Linked DNA regions of Mustela erminea: region 1 is linked to region 2. A link is a contact called in public Hi-C data. All regions are on one chromosome and are shown on one strand. Each heading gives the region's core, a stretch centred on a gene start, on an enhancer-like site or on the middle of the called end of the contact. The rest is flanking DNA. Distances are from core to core; before and after follow the strand shown. Region 1 holds the start of RAB5IF. Region 2 holds the start of DSN1 (kinetochore-associated protein DSN1 homolog).

Region 1 (5,523 bases), core at 218-2,717, 140 kb after region 2:
AGTGCTGAAGGCAGGTGCCAGCGTATCTGATTTTCATACAAGGACGCTGAAGACTCAGGTTTCCGACCTGCCCCAGATTGCAGAAACCAGTCCTTGTACAAGAAGGAAGAAAAAAATGACACAGCAGATCATAAAGGTTTTGCAAGAGCTGGGCAGGGCTGGGGGCAGGACAAGGGGACCTTCAGGAAGTACCTCCCATTCCCCCCAACCCAAGAGCTCCAGGAAGGAGAACCCACTTCAACAGTCCAGAAAAACAAGGGAAAAACTGCAAATATAACATTCTTTTCAGGCCAACTGGAATCAAGCTGTGTTGGTCCCTTCCAGATCATGGGGCAGAGCTGGGGAGTGCCTACACTCAGATCTTCTGAAAGCGTGTGACCAGTGTAAAAATCTTGAAGCCCCAACAGTCTCTCAACACACATTTGGTGGTTTCCCCCTCTCCCTCCCTCTCTCACACACCTCCAAGAGGTGGTTTCAATCTCCCTTCTCGCAGTTATTAAGGCATTTGGTATTTAGAAATTAGAGCAATTGCTCTAATTAAAAGCAATGGCAGCTCACCTTCAGTAAGCCTCATCACGTGCTAAAGGCTTTCCTGCACCACGGTACCCCACTTCAGAGCTGTTCTGAGAACTGAGGGAAACAATGCGTGGAGAGAGCACCTGGCACAAAGTCTTTGGTAGAAAACTGTTACCGTTACTGTTCATACTAACGACCGTATTAAGTAATTAATTCGGAGAAGACAAGTCACTTACTGAAGATCCTACTGGGAGCAAAAGGCGGAGGTCGAATTCAGCTCACTCTCGCCGTTCAGGCACACGCCCTGCCCGCGGGTGGCAACTGCTGTGCCCCCTCCTCGCTGCTTCCCGCGTGACCCAGTCGGTTTCACTCCGCGGTGAGCCCCGAGCCCGGCTGTCAGGCCCGGGCCCGCCAAGTTCGCCCCGACACCTCAGTGCCACCACCACGCCGCCCACTCCCCGCCCCGACCCAACACACGCCAAACACTCCGCCGCGCCTGGACCCGGCAGGGGCAGGCTCGGGCCTGTCCATTCGTCCCCGAGTCCCAACCGGCTCCTCGAACCTGCGCCCTCGCCAGGTCCCACCGCACCTTGTCCTCCCAGGCCGCGTCGCTCCGCAGCACCTTGCTCCAGACAGAGACTTTGAGGGCCCCGTTGGCCAGCTGCGGCTGAGGCGGCTCCTCCTTTCGCCGCCCGCCGCTCATCCTCCCGTCGCGCCGCCCGGGCCGGGCGAGGGGCGCGCGGGTCAGGCCAAAAGGAGTCGGACTCTGGGGTCGCGAATCACGGCGCGCAAGGCGGCGGCGACAGCGATAGCGACAGAATCACTAGTCAGGCTCCGTGGCGCGCTGCGGCTGCCTTCACTCGGCCAATACGCCGGCTCCGCTCCCTGGCTCCGCCGAGACCTGGCGCTGCGGAGGGAGGGGCAACGCAGCGCCGCACGTCCTCCCGCCGACGAACACACGCAGCCAATCGACAGCCGTGCAGCCGTCCGAAGGAAAGTACAGCCGTCACCTCTGCGCAAGCGCTCTACGCGTGACGGAAGTGACGCCAAGCTTCCGCCAGGCGCACGGTATGGTGAGAGGGAAGGGACAATCTAATAGGGGATGGTGACGCGAGCGCGGGGAGGAGCTGTGGCGACTGGAGAACGGCATCTGGATAGAGTCCAAGTTAGACTTGAGCGTCGCCCAGCCCTCCACGGTTTGTCCCCTGCAGCAGCGGGGCAGAACGCTGCCCTGTTTTTCCGCGTCTTTTGGAACCCAACACTGGCTCCCCGGAAGTCCCAAGCATCTCCTTCAGGATTTAGTCCTTGCTCGTTTTCTCCCCTAATTTCGTAGGACCCTCTTCCAGATGTAAACTGTTTCCTGTATTAATTTCGTGTCTCATCTTGGCCCAGCACCCTTTTTTGGCAAATGTGAGACCCGAGACCCAAAAAGCGGAAAAGATTTTCTAAGGCTACATGGCAAGTTGGAACCAGCTGAGAACTCCGGAGGCAGGGGGCGGGGTCGGGGGAATGGAGAAAGGACTTCATTAGCTCTCAGAATATCTGAGTATACAGCTACTGTGTCCTCAGCATGTGCTAGGACAGTGGTTCACAACGTGTGTGTCTGGACCACCGGCAGCCACATCACGTAGGAACTTGACTAGACGTGAAGATTCTCAGATCCCATCCCAGAACCACCAAATCAGAAATTGTTGGGAGTGCGGCCCATAATCAGCATTTTGGTAAGCCCTCCAGGTGGTGCCCTGTGCATTGTACTGTGAATTAAGTTGAGACCAAGGTACTTCTGTGTGGTGGACAAACTAATTTGTCTGGAATCACTCAACAAGTATCTGGGTCTGTCTGACTCCAAAATCTGTACTCCTAACCTTAAACTTTAAGTCGTCATCTTTTTAAAAAATATTTTATCTATTTATTTGAAAGAGAGAGTGAGCGAAAGAGAGAGCATGAGCAGGGGGAGTGGGAGAAGCAGACTCTACTGCTGAACAGGGAGCCTGACGTGGGGCTTGATTCCAGGACCCCAGGATCATGACTTGAGCCAAAAGCAGTCACCCAACCAACTGAGCCACTCAGATGACCCTAAGCTTTTAGTCTTAAAGGGTATTAGTGAGGTCAGAATATCCTTTGTATACCTGTCAACATTGACCTGTAGTTCTCCCCCTAGCTGAGCAACAGAATCTCCTAGGGAGCTTCTTCCACGGTTGGTGTTTCCAACCGCAACTCAATTCCAACATCCTCTTGCAATAGATTGAGTGAAGCAGGACCTTAAAGGTGATATACACAGCAACAGACATTACTCTGTCTGGACCTGATTGGAGGGACATACACCTGACATGAATCCATACCTTGTAGTCCCTCAGCCTTCACATGGATCTTGTTCTTGGCAGCCCTGCCTTTTTTCTGAACCTTGTTCTCTCCCATATACAAAACTGTGGTAAAGCCTAACCAGCTCACTCCAGTTTGGAAGTGTACCATTGGTATAAAACCTCTTTTACAGATTATCTGGGGGGGCATGCAGTGACGGAGACAAACTGATCATTCATTCTTTCATAGAATGTTGGAAGAATACCTAGCCCGAGATCCAAGACAGAATAGGTAAGTTTTCAGTCGGCTGGGCCTGGTAGTAAAAGTTTGTAATGGGGAGTTTGGTGTGGAGGATTAGGAAAGACAGAGCTCTAAAGGAAAAGTAGGAGTTAAGGGGATGCGGGAGGGGAATAGAAGAGAGCATTCCAGAAGGTGAAACCATGTCAGCTACTGGTGGGGAATAAAGACCTTAGTTGGGAAGGAGTGGAAGGGGCATGCTGAAGAATTTTTATCTTTTCCAGTTTCATTGAAAAATAATTGATGGGGTGCCTGGGTGGCTCAGTGGGTTAAAGCCTCTGCCTTCAGCTCAGGTCATGATCTCATCAGGCTCTCTGCTCAGTGGGGAGCCTGCTTCCCCCACTCTCTCTGCCTGCCTCTCTGCCCACTTGTGATCTCTCTCTGTCAAACAAATAAATAAAAAAAAAAAAGAAAAAGAATTGACATATATCACCGTATATAAGTTTCAGGCCTACCTCTTGATGGTTTGATTTACATATATTGTGAAATGATATGGTTCAGCTAATTGGGGGTTCAACTAATTCCGTCTTTTCATATAGATACAAGGAAAAGAGAAGAAGAAAAAAAGATGTTGTGATGAGAAGTCTTAGGATTTATTCTTTTAACAATTTTCCAGTGTATCAGTACAGCATTGTTAGCTGTCGTCCTCATGTTGTACCTTACATCCTTACTATTTATTTATCTCACCTGGAAGTTTGTATCTTTTAACCACCTTCCTCTATTTCCTCCTCCCTCCACCACCCACCTCTGGTAACCACAAGTCTGATCTCTTTTTCTGAGTCTGTTTTTTAAGATTCCACATGTGAGATTGTAAAGTATTTGTCTTTTTCCATCTGACTTATTTTTACTCAGCGTAAACCTCCAAGGTCTATACATACACAAATGGTAGGATTCCTAATTTTTTGTGACTGAATAATATTCCATGGTGTGTATACCCCAACTTCTTTATTCATTCGTTGATGGACACTTAGGTTGTTTCCATGCTTTGGTCATTGTAAATAATGCTGCTATGAACATGCAGATATCTTTTCGAGTTAGTGTTTTTATTTCCTTATTTCTTAGTGTTATATATTCCCAGAAGTGGAATTGCTGGATCATAGAGTGTTTCTATTTTTAATTTTTTGAGGGTCTTCCATTTTGTTTTCCATAGTGGCAGCACCAATTTACATTCCCGCCAGTAGTGCACAAGGGTTCACTTTCTCCAGAACCATAGATGTGAAGCTGGACCTCCCCCCCACCTTGTCTTTTTGGTCATGGCCATGAAGAATTTATTTTTGTCCCAACAGTGGAGGAAGCCACAGAAAGGATTTGAACAGCGACATTTCACTTTTCAGGTTTGCCTCTTAGCAAGATCACCTTGGCTGCTATTCGGAGGATAGGATCAGAGTGGGAGACTAGTTTAAAGACTGTTAAAGTCACTCAGGAGATACTGGCGGGGGCACTGACGATGGAGACAATTGGAATAAAAAAGAAAATTCTTTATTATTTATTTATTTATTTACTTATTTTAAAAAGGTTTTATTTATTTGAAAGAAAGTGAGCGAGAGGGGCGCCTGGGTGGCTCAGTGGGTTAAGCCGCTGCCTTCGGCTCAGGTCATGATCTCAGGGTCCTGGGATGGAGTCCCACATCGGGCTCTCTGCTCAGCAGGGGGCCTGCTTCCCTTCCTCTCTATCTGCCTGCCTCTGTCTACTTGTGTTCTCTGTCTGTCAAATAAATAAAATCTTAAAAAAAAAAAAAAACAAAGAAAGTGAGCGAGAGAGAGAGAGAGCACATGAGTAGGAGAGAGGGAGAAGCAGACCCCCTGCTGAGCCGGGAGCACAATGTGGGGCTTGATCCCAGGGTTCTGGGATCATGACCTGAGCTGAAGGCAGATGCTTAACCAACTGAGCCATCCAGGTGCCCCTAAATTTTTTTTTTCCCCTAAATTCTTTTTTAAACTTAAATCTTTTTTTACTTGCTGTAGAGTATACATAACAAATTTTACCATTTTTTTTAAAGATTTTATTTATTTATTTGATAGACAGAGATGACAAGTAGGCAGAGAGACAGGAGGAAGCAGGCTCTCCAAGGAGCAGAGAGCCCGATGCAGGGCTCGATCCCAGGACCCTGGGATCATGACCTGAGCCGAAGGCAGAGGCTTTAACCCACTGAGCCACCCAGGCGCCCCAATTTTACCATTTTTAAATGTACAGTTTGGTGGTACAGGGAAGTACATGTACTCTGTTGTGTAGATGCTCCCACCATCCTTTTTTTTTTTTTTTTTTTTTTAAGATTTTATTTATTTGACGGACAGAGATCACAAGGCAGAAAGGCAGGCAGGGGAAGGGGAGGAAGCAGACTCCCTGCTGAGCAGGGAGCCTGATGCTGGGACAGGACCCTGGGATCATGACCTGAGCCGAAGGCAGAGG
Region 2 (5,079 bases), core at 2,202-4,701:
GTGGGGTCCAGCAAGCTGGGGTTTAGCAAGCCCTCCAGGTCATTCTCATATAGCAGGACTTGGCCAGCTGCTGACCTGCACTAGCAATCAGTGCGGCCTGGTGAGGGACTGAGGCTGGCCCAGACCAGAAACAGGTGGAAAATACCAACCTCATCTGGACGTCTGAGAGATTGGAACTCTCCTTACCCACCCCTCCCTGCCTAACAAAACAACTATGTCCTTTTCCCGGAAGCTGGAGGGCAGGAAGAAGGCTACAGTTTTCCTTTCCCTGCCTCTGGCTTCATTCTAGTTCTACTCACAAAAGGCCGTGTAGGGTTGTGCTAGCAAAGCAGTGGGTGGGAGTTGTGGGGTGAGGGTGGGGGTGGACAGGAGACCAAGACCCTGACCGTGTATCCCTTGGAAACCTTACCACAGGCTCATGACCTCTCTTCAAATAGGAAGAAACCTAACTCCTCAAGGAAAGAATCCTAAATCCCTAGCTCCTCCTCCTCTTCCTCCTTCCACCTCCAGGGAGACCAAGGAGACCGTGCCAAAACCAGCTCCAACCCCCAGCAGCTGGGGAAGAGAGCCAGAAACTGTCCTCTCCTCTCGGTCCCCCTCCCCAGCCCCTGCCAATACTGTGAAGCCCCCTTTCTGCCCAGCCTGGTTTCTTGGTGAGGGTCCTGCAATCCTGGGCCCTAGGGGATCTCCCCCCCACCCCCACCCCAGGGAAAGGCCCTTGGGAGGGAAGGGACCAAGGGCATCCTTGGGCCAAATTGTCTGCCTCTCCTGTCCACTGTTCTCTCTTCCCCACTAATGTCTTCAAAAGGCTCCTTCCCAAGACGGATTAGGTGCTGGGACAACTGGCCCAATCCTCCAGCTCTCCCTGCTCCTGTGTCTTATTTCAGACCTGAGAATAAATGTACAGTGTAAACTTACAAAAGGTTTTTAATGGTTGTAGATTGGAAATAAAGTATGTAATATGAACAGTTTCCTTGGATTTGGCCTCATCTCTGATTTTTCTTGCAGGGTGGATGGGGCCCCCATCAGATTTGGAAACTGATTCTTCCCCCACCTCCCACAGCCCAGTTGCCTGGGAAGGAGGAAGGCCTGGGAATGCCACAGTCAGCTGGCTAGTTTGGGGTCACTTGGGAGGAGCCACCAGGGGTTCTGGATACTGAGTCTTTACACCTCAGAGTCTCCTATGAAGTGTGATATGACCACTGAGAAACCTGCAGAGTGTTCAAAAATGTTACTTTCTGCAAAAACAAAACAACATTTTACAGATTTATCATTAAAAAAAAAAAGGACACTTTAGACATGAGTCAGTTGCCTATAACAGTATAATTAATTGGCCCCAAACATTAATTAGATCACGGGTACTGTGAATCAGAAATTTGGGACCTAGGTAGTTCTGACTTGGTGTCTCAGAGGTTGCAGTCAAACATCAGTCAGGCAGCAGTCATGTAAGGCTTGACTTGGGCTAGAAGATCGGTTTGCAAGGTGGCTCGCTCACATGCGTGGCAAGTCAGTGTTTGCAGGAAGAGGCCTCAGTTCCTCTCCACATAGACCATAGTGCTGCTTGAGTATCCTCACAACATGGCGGCTGGCTTGCACTAGAGCAAGTCATCTATGAGAAAGCAGGGTAGAAGTCAAAATGTCTTTTATGACTAAACTTTGAAAATCACAGTCATTTCTGTGGTATCTTACTGGTAATACAGATCAGCTGTACTCAGTGTGGGAGAGGAACACACAGGGCATGAACATCGGGAAGCAGAGACTATTGGGGACCATTTTGGAAGCTGGCTATCATTTGAAAAATCTCCATGTTCCTCCCTCTCTTTCTCTGGGGGTGGGATGTGTGTGTGGTGGGGAAGGCTGACAACTAAGTTTGTGCTAGGCATTGAGAATGCAGTAGATAGGCCTGGAAGACAGGAAAGCAAATGTCAATGGCAGAGGAACCCAGGGTGTTCAGGGAGCCAGGAGGAACCAGAAGACTCCACAGAAGGACATCTGAACTGATACCTGAAGTTGAGATGTTAAATAAATGAAGGGGATAGTGATATATTACAGGCAGGAGACAGACAGGAGGTGGCTCCAGGGTGAGAGAGTGCACATACGGAAGCCTAGTAGAAAGAGAGCAGAACAGAATGGGGAACCCAAAGATGGTCACCAGAGTTAGGAGTGATGAAAAAGTCTGGGTCAGATCACGCAGTGAGTTATGAGGGAAGAAACGTCCACATCCTGTAGACCGTAGGAACCCCTGGGAGAAATGAATGCAGAGGAAGGACAGAGAATCTATTGGGTCTGGAATCCATGAACCAGTATTTTCACTGTGCCTCAGGATAACCAGCCCTGGCTGGGAACATTGTGTTCTGTTCTTGGGACATTGACAAATGATAAGCTGAAGAGGAGGAACTGGGTACCAATAGTCCCAGAAAGTGATATTCTGGGAACCAAGAGCAAAATCTCTGCTTTCAGATGGCTATTAGAGCCAGCAGGCTGCAACCACAGGGTGGAAAATTTCAGGAAGGCAGATTTCTACCTCCCATCAGAAAACCTTTCCAAGGACCGCAGCTGCTACAGAAGGATGACCCCAGTAACATTCCAGCTGCTGCTCCCCAACTCGTCTCTCAGACTTTATGGACTGCTAATAATTCAACATTCGGTTTCAGATCCGAAAGAAAGGACTGCATTTGCAGGGTGACATTTCCATGGCATCATGCTAGGTGCTGCTCTCTGGGGCATCCCTTGCCAGCAAGGGATAGTGGAGTAGACACAGCTGGGCTTCTGGGAACACAGAGTTTTCAGTCTGGAGCCTCAGAGAAAAATCTAAGAGAGATGAATCCTCAGCTGAGGCTTAAAATTGGGAGAATTTGCAGAAAAAAGCTGGACTGGGCTTCCCAGGCAGAGGGGACGGCTTGAGCAGAGGAGCAGAGGGAGGAAGCAACAAGGATTGGCAGAGGAGCTGCAAGCAGTTTGGGGAGGGGGTGGCCTGCAATAAGGCTGCACAGGAGAGTTCTTGAGCTTTGCCAGTATTAAACGGGTCACAGGAAATAATGTGCTAGAGCAGGAGTGGGATAGAGTAAAACAAACTGAGTACAGAGCTCCACTGTGCTCTGGGAGAGACACGGCCCACGTTTTTGCAGTTAACAATATAAAGCGAGGGTGGAGACCATGGTCTAACCACGGAGGAGACCATCAGATGCCCCGTGACCCACTGTATTCATTTGGCAAGTACCTCTCTGGGCCCACACCTCCCCCTGCCCCATCTTCAATGGGCTCTAAGCGCGTGCAGCGTAAACGACAAGACGAGGTAAGAGTCCGTAGGCGGGGACTCCGGAGGCGTGGCGTAGCTGGGGAAATAGTTTTCTTAGCCGAGTCTTAACCAGTAAGAACTCGGACAAGGGGGCAGGGGCGGGAGGGAGGCAAGAGCTTTGAACACCAGTTACGCATGCGCATCGAAGGCGGTCGGCATCCTGCGCATGCGTGCACGGACCCGGCAGGCTGCCAACTGCGCAGGCGCTCATGGTTGGCGGGACTTTCAGAAGCCGCGGGAGCCTTGGGGTCGCAGATAGCTGTCAGCGCTCCAGGCCGGAGAGGAGCGGCTGCGGTGGTACAGGACGTCGAAGCTCGACCCTTGACCGCGAAGAGTGATTTGCATGCTCGTGTCTCCGGGACGGAGTTTGCGGGCTGGCCCGGCGTCATCCGGAAGTCGCAGACCTCTCCGTGGACGCTGTTTGGCTTATCCCAGTACCGGCTCCTTGGCATCAGACCTCTCCGCCCAGCCCAGACCGGTCGCCGCCCCCAGACAGAGGGGGCCGAGGGATTCAGGGCGTTGCGGCCTCCTCTAGGTGAGAGGAATCCCAAAGGCGGGCTGCGCCTCTCTCTTGGGGCCTGTGCAGAACGGTGTTTGAAGGCTGGGTCACAGGCCTGGGTTCGAATTCCACCTGCGCCCCCGCACCCCGGGATTGGCCCTAGTGGTCCGAGCTTTTGCTCCTCTGAACCTCAGTTCCCCGATCTGTACGGAGAAATAATGATAGTATTTCCAGAGCTGTGGAAAGGATTCTGTGGGATAATGAGATAATGATGCAAATAAAACGCCTGCGTACATATATACACAGATCGTGGCATATAGTAAGCGCTTACCAAGCAGCTTAACAAATGACCTTTCTTGTTATTATCCAAGCTTGAATCTGTAATACAGCCCTGATTGTGGGGATCTAGATCCTTGACCTCCCCACCCTTGTTCTGTAACTTTTCCCGTTCTGTCCCTCCCTATATATTCATTTCTCTTTAATTGGAGTCCCTCCCCCTCAAACGGATTTCTGCTGGGAGGGAGGGGTAAGCCTTGAATATGCAGAGATGCCTCTGTCATGTCCTTCCTTGCTTTCTTCCAGTCAGTTGTCTGTGACAGCCACTAGGAATACAAATACAGTCTGGCTGGGGAGACACACCTAAACACACTTTACAGTGCTAGGAAAACTAAGAGGTGGAACAACCAACTTTGTCTAGAGACGTGGGTGGAAAGCTTCGCATTTAGGCTAGGTTGGGAAGGCTGAATAAGTCTTACAGGCAGGGTGTGTGTAGAGATTCAAGAGTGGTGCAGGGAATGGGGGTGATAGGAAAGAACCGGGATGGGTAGGTTAGGACTAGTTAATGAAAGGTCGAATATACTGGAAGAATCTCTGCTGCTGTCTAAAGAAAGGATTGGAGAGGAGCAGTACTGGATGTTGGAAAACTAGTGGAAAGGCTGTAAGATTATTCTGGGGAGGGGGAGGCAGATGGTGGAAGTTCTGAGATCTGAACTAAACTGAGAACTGGAAGTGGAGAGACTGTTGGAGGTAGGATGGACAGTACTTTGGATGTAGAGATTCTACATAAGAAGGATGATGTGATTTTTCTAGTTTGGAAGACCGTGTAGATCATAATGCCATCTAAGATATGAAGGACTAGTTAAATAATTGGGAAATAAAGGAGGGTGTGTGTTAAGCAAGACATGAGTATTTCTGATGATGACTTCTGTAGAGATTCAGTACAAGAGGTGATGATGGTCTGATAGTCTCTGGAGGAGGTAGATGCAGTGGGACTAGGCTGGGC

Evidence for each region. Hi-C and Micro-C count contacts between places; a contact is called where the count stands out from the background.
Region 1: a contact with region 2 is called in a Hi-C map of spleen, with 4 times the contacts expected there. The contact joins the promoter of RAB5IF here to the promoter of DSN1 in region 2. A contact is called at or near these places in 2 of 3 Hi-C or Micro-C datasets (fibroblasts and spleen).

What each region holds. Positions count from the first base shown.
Region 1 is chr7:22,100,696-22,106,218 of mMusErm1.Pri, forward strand. RAB5IF reads right to left here and starts at 1,468. Exons shown (of 4, transcript XM_032350778.1): 1 at 1,106-1,468. The coding sequence starts at 1,219. LOC116595004 (a long non-coding RNA gene) reads left to right here and starts at 1,548. Exons shown (of 4, transcript XR_004287508.1): 1 at 1,548-2,237; 2 at 3,011-3,108.
Region 2 is chr7:21,961,100-21,966,178 of mMusErm1.Pri, forward strand. It overlaps DSN1 (kinetochore-associated protein DSN1 homolog), which reads left to right and starts at 3,452. Exons shown (of 11, transcript XM_032350750.1): 1 at 3,452-3,833. SOGA1 (protein SOGA1) reads left to right here. Exons shown (of 15, transcript XM_032350748.1): 15 at 1-979.